Regions from separate parts of the Ovis aries genome. Here region 2 is linked to region 1. Evidence: chromatin contacts called from public Hi-C data. All regions are on one chromosome and are shown on one strand. The core of a region is the stretch at or near the end of the contact, and the rest is flanking DNA. Distances in the headings are between cores, read along the strand shown.

Region 1 (4,860 bases), core at 1,673-4,172:
GTGTGTGTGTGTGTGTGTGTGTGTGTGTGTGTGTGTGTATTTGCACACACACCAGCATGCCTAGCATCTAGTGGAGGAGAGGAGAGGTTTCCTGCTAAATACCCCACAACACACAGGATGGTCCCTACAGCAGAGTTCTCTGAGCCAAAGTGTCCGAGGTTGGGCACTCTGGTTTGGGTCCGGATGGTGTGGGATTGGCAGTCACGTCCCTGGTGCAGAGAGGAGTGGAGGCGGGGGTGGGGGCGGGTGGACACAGAGCCAGAGATGCCTCTGCTTCAGCAAAACCCTTTCTTCAAGGGGAGCGTAGTGCATAGCACTTATGGTGGGGTGGGGAAGGGGGCGGAGAGGGAATCCACCCCACGGTAACAAGCACAGCAGCCAGAATTCCCCTCTTTCCCTCCCCCCGCCCCCACCCCTCCTGGAGCTCAGCAAACACCAGCCAGCGTCAGAGCCTCAGCCAGGGGGAACTGGGATCCATACATAAGGTGGTGCTTCCCCTTTCCGGACAGGTGTGTCCAATGCTACGCGATTTGTGTACACCAACCACAGTCACCACGCGGTAGTGCTGAGCCACCGAGAGGCAAACTCCAGTCTCAGCTTTCCCTCTGCCTTTTCAGCATTCTCATCTCAGGGGGACACTGGCCTCCACCCTGGGTCCCATGTCCCCAGCCCCTTTTCTCTAGGTCCTGGACTTTCCTTGCTCCGCCGCACACCCCCTCCCCACGCCCTCAAGATTAAAATACATCTGCTCCATGTCACGGTCCCTTGGGATACCAGAAGCGAAGCCCTGAGCCCACGGAGCTGAGGTGTCTGTGACTTGGAACCCACGTTCAGAAAAATGAGCACGAGATTGGGAGGGACTTAGCTGAGGGAGTGAGAAAGAGAGAGGGAGGAGAGGGGTCCCTGGGGAGACCAGGCTTCACCTCGCTCACCCATTGCGCTCTGCCCGCCCCACCTAACCGCTGTGGAGCCTGCGTCCGCCTGGTCTTGCAGGATGAGAAGCGCTCAGCTGTGAGGCCGTTTGGTTACCCCAGGGAACTTGCGGTATCCACAGAGAGCTGCGCAGCAGCGCGGGGGAGGCGGGTGATCGCATCGCCCTGACTCTAGAGCTCACTCCCATCAGATCAGCCTCTTCCCCGGGGGTCCGCCCGCCACCCACAGCTCCGCCCACTGGCTCCCGGGAGCCACTTCCTTTCTCTGCAAGCCCGCAACAGCGGTTCTGAGCATCTTAGGCTTTGGCGCTGCCCTTAAGTATTCAGGGGTCTTCTTCCTCCCTTCCCCCCACGAGAGCGCACTTCATCTTTGCGCCAGAACGATCACGTGCTCACCGTGGCGAAATAAGGCCTGCCAGTCTTCCGAGGTTATGGCAGATACGAGCTTAAGGAAAAGCAGTCAGTTCATTTTGTCTGCGGTAGGGCCTGAGCTTTGGGAATTATAAAACTTTCCCACGCAATTTTACTGTGTGGCCAGGGTTGACAACCCTGAATTAGATGATCATGGACAAGTCCGCCGCTCTTAAAAAAAAAAAAAAAAAAAGCGAAAGCGAAGCGAAAGTATCTCAGTCGTGTCCGATTCTTTGCGACCCCATGGACTATACAGTCCATGGAATTCTCCAGACCAGAATACTGGAGTGGGTAGCCTTTCCCTTCTCCAGGGAATCTTCCCAACCCAGGGATCGAACCCAGGTCTCCTGCATTGTAGGTGGATTCTTTACCAGCTGAGCCACAAAGATATACATGCATGTATATCTTTGTACATGAATATCTGTCTGTCTATATTTTCTCTGCCAGAGACAGCTGGGGTCCCCTAGGCAACTTCTCATTCATCTGATCCCCTTCGCGCTCCCCATAGACTGTAGCCTGCCAGACTCCTCTCTCCATGATACTGGAGTGGGTTGCCATGCCCTCCTCCAGCGGATTTTCCTGACCCAGGGATTGAACCTACAGCTCCTGCACTGGCAGGTGGACTCTACCACTGAGCTACCTGGGAAGTCCACATGAGTATCTATCTGTCTATATTTTCCCTGCCAGTGAGAGCTGGGGTCTCCCAGGCACCTTCTCATCCATCTGACCCCCTTCACGCTCCCTAACTTCCCCACCCCTCAGTTTCCTCATCTGCTAAGTGGGAACAGTGCCTACTTCACTTGGCGGTCCTAAGGATTAAACAGCCCCCGTAATCTGCCTTTCTGTTATCTGACCTCGAATCTGCCCATCACCAAATGGCTCTGAAAATGGCATCTCTTTTGTGAAGGAGCGGAGGCGCTCCTTCTTGAGGCATCTGGGGTTTGGGGAAGTGTGGGACCGCGGGGCCTTCCCGCACAGAGGGCGTTTTGGTTTTTTCGAAGTTAACTACGGGACAGTTTCCATGGTGGACAGGGAGAGAACCTCAAAGCTCCCCCCTACCCCCAAGGGGTGTGTGTGTGTGTGTGTGTGTGTGTGTGTGTGTGTGTGTGTGTGTGTTGGGGGGTGGTCTATTGGAGAAGGAAATGGCAACCCGCTCCAGTATTCTTGCCTGGGAAATCTCATGGACAGAGGAGCCTGGCGGGCTAGAGTCCCTGGGCTCCCAAAGAGTTGGACACGACAGAGCGACTAAACAACAACAACAACCAACGGGAATTTGAGCAAACTCCATCGCCGTGAATGTCCGGTGCTGCGCGAAAGATGCTCTTCCGCTGGGGGGCCACCAAAGCGGAACAGCGCAGACGGTGCCTGCCGCCTTCCCTGGCGCTGGGCGTTGGGGTCCAGTCACCTCCCGGAGCCCCGCGCGGGGCACTGGTGGGGACTCGGGGGGCCCAGCCATCCCCAGCAGCAGCGCCCCGAGTCCCCGCCCGCCCGCCGGCTCCTCACCTATCAGATTTCCTGTGCGCACCGCGCGCCGCTCCTCCCACCTCCTAAAGGCCAGCGCAGGGGACCGCCGCGCTCCGTCAGGACCCAGCTACTCAAGGGACGGCGCAATGCGGCTCTGAGCTCGGCCAGCTGCACGGCCCCGCGCAGGGAGTGCGGGGCGCACGGTGAGGCCCGGCGGCGCGGCGTGCGGGAGGTGCGGGGGCACGAGAGATGCGGTCCCTGGGGACCCGGAGGCGGGGGCGCGGGCCCCGTGCACTTCTGAGGATCGCCTAGCCTACTGCGGGCTTGACTTCTCTCTTTCTGCTTTGTAAATTAAGGAAATGGTTACAAGACCACATTTGACCAAACTTGGTCTGTAACAGTGTACTAATTTTAAAAAATTTACCTTTTTGTTGTCGTTGTTGTTTTGTTGTTGAGAAGTTCTAACCTTTTAGGAGATTTCTGTTATACAGCATAGTGTTATCAACTGTCTTCATCCCCGGTGGTTCAGACGGTAGTCTGCCTGCAATGTAGGAGACCCAGGTTTAGTCCCTGGGTCCGGAAGATCTCGTGGAGAAGGAAATGGCAACCCACTCCAGTATTCTTGCCTGGAGAATTCCACGACAGAGGAACCTGCTGGGCTACAGTCCATGGAGTCGCTATAGCCACCTTGCTGTAAACATTAGGTTGTCAGAAACACTAGTTCCGTCACCTCTCTAGCTCCTGACAACCATTCTTGTACTGTTTCTATGATTTCCACTTTGTTTTTTAAAAATTAAGATTCCACATATAAGTGATACCAGGTAATATTGGCAGCACTTGCCTTTCTGTGGCTTACTTCACTTAGCATAATGCCCCCTTGGGTCATCCATGGTGTTGCAGAGGGCAGGATTTTTCCCCCCTTTTTAAGGCTGAAAGCATGGAACGTCTGTATATCTTTATCTATATCCATATATACACATACATATAGCATTTCCTTCATGTTTGCCTGTCCACCCTAAGATTGTGTCTGTACCTTAGCTCTTGAGAATAATTCTGCAGTGAGCATTGGAGTACAGTTAGCTCTTTCAGATGATGCTTTAGGTTTTAAACTCAGAGACGGAATTGCTGGATCCTATGGTAGTTCTGATTTCTTAAGGCACCTCCACAGTGTTTTCCACAGTGGCTGCACCGGTTTGCATTTCCACGAACAGTACACGAGTTCTGTTACTTTTTTCTCCACATGCACAGGGACATTGTTATCTCTTGTTCTTTTGATAATAAGCATCCTAACAGGTGTGAGGTGATGGCTCACTGTGGTTTTGATTTGGATTCTCCTGATGATTACAGTTTTTGAGCACATTTTCACATACCTGTTGGCCATAAGTATGTCTTCTTGGGAAGAAGGATTCCTTGCTTTTTGCCCATGTTTAAATTGGATGCTTTGTTTATTTCTTGTTATTGATAACTAGAGGAGGAAATGGCAATCCACTCCAGTATTCTTGCCTGCAGAGTCCCATGGACAGAGGAGCCTGGTGGGCTACAGTGCATGGGATTGCAGAGTCGGACAGGACTGAGAGACTGAGCATGCGTGCATGCTATTGATAACAAGGTGTTGATTTCTGAAGAGTTATCCCTGCTCTCATTACCCGCCCAGGAAGTTGGGTTACTGACTGGACACAGTGTAAGCAGAAGACTAGGGAATTAACACTGAATAGAAAGTCTCACAGTTAAAATGAGTAAGCCAATCTAAGAAAAAACAAAAATCAATTCCTTAGCACTGGGCCCAGACAGCTCCTGCAGAGCGTGGGCGTCGTGGGGGTGCTGACAGGCGATGTGGTGAAAAGACGTCTTTTCACTGAGTGCCAGTAGGGTTTTGATTTTGAGTCTCTTTAGCTCATTCCTAAATGCCTTACAATTTTATAATCAACATTTTAGTAATATCTCTGCCAGTTGTGTGTGTGTGTGTGTGTGTGTGTGTGTGTGTGTTTTGCATGGTAAATATTGCGCCTAACTTTTTAAGGAATCCTGTTTCTGTTTCACTTTCTTTTTTGTT
Region 2 (4,254 bases), core at 894-3,393, 87 kb after region 1:
TGTTAGACATTTTCCAAAATAAATACACGTGCACAAAATGGAGAAAAATTACCCTTAATGTAGTCCTTAGACTGTGTCTACAAGTCAACAGCGCTACCAGGTAGGTCTGGAACAAAAACAAAACTTTTAGTTGAGCATGGTCTATGTATGTGAGGACTCTATTTTTGCCCAATATATTATACCAAAGAGGGAAAATGTGGGCATTGCAAAAACTCATCACTATGTTTATTGCATCTAAAGCATTAAACAGAAAGATGAACTATTACAAGGTGATACCACAGGTAAAACTTGTTTGTCCTAATTAATTTTTTAATTTTCAAAGCCCAACTGTAACATGGTGAGTTATATAAAAAGAAGCCAGTTGGTAAAACAAAACCCTCCATCAATTAAAGATTGCACTTTATCATCACAGAACACTTTCATGCATAATCTCACTTGACTTCACAACAGCCTTTGAGTTGGGCAGAACAATAGTTTTTTTTCCCCCTTTTAGCTGTAGAACTTAATTGAGATGCAGTAGACCCTGACTTGCTTTAATGTTTTCTAGTTGATTGGCAGGGTGGAGAATGAAATTTAACTTAAAAAAAAAAATCCCACAGCACTAAACTGCTTTTGCAGCCACCAGAGAAAAGCTAAGTTGTGCCCAGATTATAGACATACTTGGTGTTACTGTGCTTCATTTGATTTGCTTTGTGGGCATCTGTATATTTTTAATTGAAGATTTGTGGCAACCCTGTGTTGTCAGCTGGTGAGTAGCATTTTTTTAGCAATAAAATCTTTTAAAATTATGTATGTACTTTTTAAGACATTGCTATTTCACACTCAGCAGACTACAGTATAGGGTAAATACAACTTTTATATGTGCTAGGAAACCAAAAATTTGTGTGACTTATTTTATTATGTTTGCTTTTTTTGCAATGGTCTGGAAGCAAACTGCCTCATATCTCTGAGGTTTGCCTATACTCTATTTAATTAAGACAAAGACAAGTGTAAATCCACTTTGTTTCCAGAAACACTTGATTCTTGGGATATAAATGTGAAGGTACCTCGTTATGGTGGTCACTTGCTTTGGGATTTTGTTCCTGAAGCCCTTCTTGCTGAGTTCCTATATCAACCTATGAACTGTGGTTGTGAATTCTCAGGGAACCTTTGCATTTCTGTATGAAGATAGACATAATATCCCCAAATCTCATTTAAGTTTCCCCTTCCTGGTACAGCAGAAGATAGTGGCTCCCCTGCTACTAGGCTGAGGTCATGTGACCAGTTCCAACCAATAGGCTGTAAGCAGAAATGTCAGGTGTGACTTCCCGGTTGAAGCATTAAAGAACAGGTGTGGGTTCCTCTGGCCTTTTCTCCACTGTTGATAGCGAGTTTCGAGGCAACTTGTTGTAATGGTATTGCTCCTGTTTGGAGATGGCTTATGTCTCAGGGAACCACAGAAGTCCCATTTGATAACAGGAGACACCGATTTAAGGAAAGAGACACCGATTTAAGGAAACTGGGAAATTGTGTGTTTCTTCCATAATTTCTTAGAGTATCATGGTGAGCAAGAGTGTATATTCAGATGAATATATTTTTTTCTCTATAGTCTGACACCAATATATCTTACAGTCTTATCAGAGATGCTTACTGCCATTAAAGGAAAAAAAATGGCTTAGCAAAAGGTAAAAGGTGTAAAGACTAAGCAATATATGTACCTTTGGAGAATTGTAAAGATGGAACAAAAATAGTATAACTGGATTAGGAAGATAAGATGTAGGTTAGAGATTGATGTTAGCAGTGTACTTGACACTTGTGCTTAGAGGAAGCCTTGGTTTCAGTTAGAATGATGGTGTGCAGGCTCATTTTACAGAGGATGGTACAGCAAGCCTTCTGTGCCCAACATGGGCAGAGAGCTCGAGAATAAGCAGGTGACCCGTAACACTTTGTGTGCTCAAGGGAATCTTTTTTTTTTTTTTTTAGCTATAGTATACAATCCTTAGTTAAGACCTTTAAAAACAAAGTAAGTGATAAGGAAGATTTTCTCCCAGTAATTATGCAATATACAAATAATAAATGTGTTATAGAACATAGGTTTGGCAAAGAGTACTCATATCTCCCTGTGGCTATGACACAATTTAACACCCAGTGTTTGTGGACTGTCAATGATTTACAGAGCCTGTTCTCCTAGGGCACGTCTCAGGATGGATCTGGGAGGTGGACAGAGGGATTTGATCCCCATTTCCTGGGAAGACAGGTGAGATTCGTACACCTATCCCCTCTCACATGGTGATCCACTTTCCTTTCCTGTTTGTCCATTTACGGATAATGCTTTTCTGGATTGTTCTACTGATCGAGCTTGAGAACGTTCACCTAATAATTTTGGAAGTCTTGTCAGTTTCCTTGTGATTCATTTGGGGCCAACTTCTTTGACCAATTCAAAACAGAAGGTGACTAAGAGACACTGTCCACACTTGTCCACAGAAGTGACTTTGGAGGTCATGACCTTGATCCCACATTCCACGAGTGAGAAGTAAGCCTTTATTGTGTTCAGTCCTTGACATTTCAGGGTTTATTTGGCTGTTTCATCAAACATCTTATCCTGATTAATAAAGTTACTTTTCAACCCTTCTAAGTATATGATTAAGAATTGTGTGCTGAAGAATACATAGAAATTAATAGCTCTGAAGTTGGGATGCTGAACCACATAGAAGATGAGCAATGTCATTCTTATGTTTAAATTTATATGAATTTTCCTATAGACACGTTTGAAAAATTAATTATTTTTAAACAAAATGATACACGTACATGCTGTAAAAGGCCACTGGTGCTATAGGGCTTTAAGTAATGAAAAAAGCAGTCCTTTACCCCACCTCCCCTGCCAGACTGATCCCCTTTGCTGTCTCTTCTGGTATTTGTGTCGCTATTTCTAAATAATACACTTAAACTGCTATGTTTATAATAATAATAATAATGCTATGCTTATAATAACATGCTTACATTGCTTCAGGCATTTTCTATTGACTTCCTGCCGAAAATGATTCAGCCACTTCACCCATCCTGCCACCAACTAACCACCCTCATCTTCTCGTTATATCACAATTTGGGATTGAAACTTTATTTGCTATTTATTATTTATGACCACTGGGAAAGACCCTGATGCAGGGAAAGAGTGAAGGTGAAGGAAAGTTACATGGCTCAAAATAGCCTGGAGTTAAAACTCCCCTCTGGGCCCTCCCCACCATTCCATGCAAAACAAAGAACTCTCTCACCGGAAGTGAAAAATGGACTTTAAGATTAATTAAGCCCAGCTCCCAGCCGTCCCAGCCTCTGGCCGATCTCCAGAATTCCTTGTCCCAGCTGTTTAAGAGACTACTAACTCGAACAACCTTGGAGAAGAACAGTAGATTTCCACATATATACCTATATATACTTACTCTTTTCTTGGGTTAGTGCAGCAGCTCACTAAATCTGACTGCTGCCCTTTCTTGCCTCATTAAAGGTGATCTGTTCCTGTAAAGTGCCGGTCTCCTTCTTTTTCCGAACCTCACCTTCTCTAACTCCCTTACTCTACAGAAGGCAAAAGAAGAGGGCCGCAGAGAGTGAGATGGTTAGATAGCAAAACCAACTTGTAGACATGAGTTTTAGCAAATTATAGGAGATAGTGAAGGACAGGGAAGCCTGGCATGCTACAGTCCAAGGGGTCACAGAGAGTTGGACACGACTGAGCACCTGAACAACAACAAATTTATGACCATGTAAATATCATTAACTGCTAGGAAAAGTATTGCATAGTGCTTACATTTTTGTTCATGAAAGTTCCTCCTACCCTGCTGGAATTTATCTATTTTTCATTTGCATAGTTTACATATTTGTTGTCATTCAGTTGCTCAGTTAAGTCCAACTCTGCGACCCCATGGACTGTAGCATGCCAGGCTTCCCTGTCCTTCACCATCTCCCAGAGTTTGCTCAGATTCATGTCCATTGAGTCGTTGATGCTATCCAACCATCTCAACCTCTGTTACCCTCTTCTCCTCCTGCCCTCAATCTTTCCCAGCATGAGGGTCTTTTCCAATGAGTCAGCTCTCTGCACCAAGTGGTAATTCTTCCCAGAGCCCTCTCTCAGAGTTCTTGCCCCTGTTGGACCTGGCAGGGAGGCTGCATAGCTGACAGGCTGGATCCCATTTCCTGGAACCAAAGCCTCCTTTCTCCCTGTTTGCCCTCTTTTATGGGTGGAGCACACCCTTCTGTTGCTTCCGGAGAAACTGTGCACAA

What was found. Hi-C and Micro-C count contacts between places; a contact is called where the count stands out from the background.
Region 2: a contact with region 1 is called in a Hi-C map of liver, with 3 times the contacts expected there. The contact joins the enhancer-like site here to the promoter of B3GALT5 in region 1. A contact is called at or near these places in 2 of 16 Hi-C or Micro-C datasets (liver and mixed tissues).

What each region holds. Positions count from the first base shown.
Region 1 is chr1:260,432,497-260,437,356 of ARS-UI_Ramb_v3.0, forward strand. B3GALT5 (beta-1,3-galactosyltransferase 5) reads left to right here and starts at 2,923. Exons shown (of 4, transcript XM_060395970.1): 1 at 2,923-3,010.
Region 2 is chr1:260,520,533-260,524,786 of ARS-UI_Ramb_v3.0, forward strand. No RefSeq gene overlaps it. Among named protein-coding and RNA genes, the nearest start is that of IGSF5, 39 kb to the right of the region's middle. Within about 2 kb of position 2,144, at least 6 of the 54 cell types and tissues checked have an H3K27ac peak or open chromatin away from gene starts, as enhancers often do. A contact at or near this core is called in liver, where this site is marked.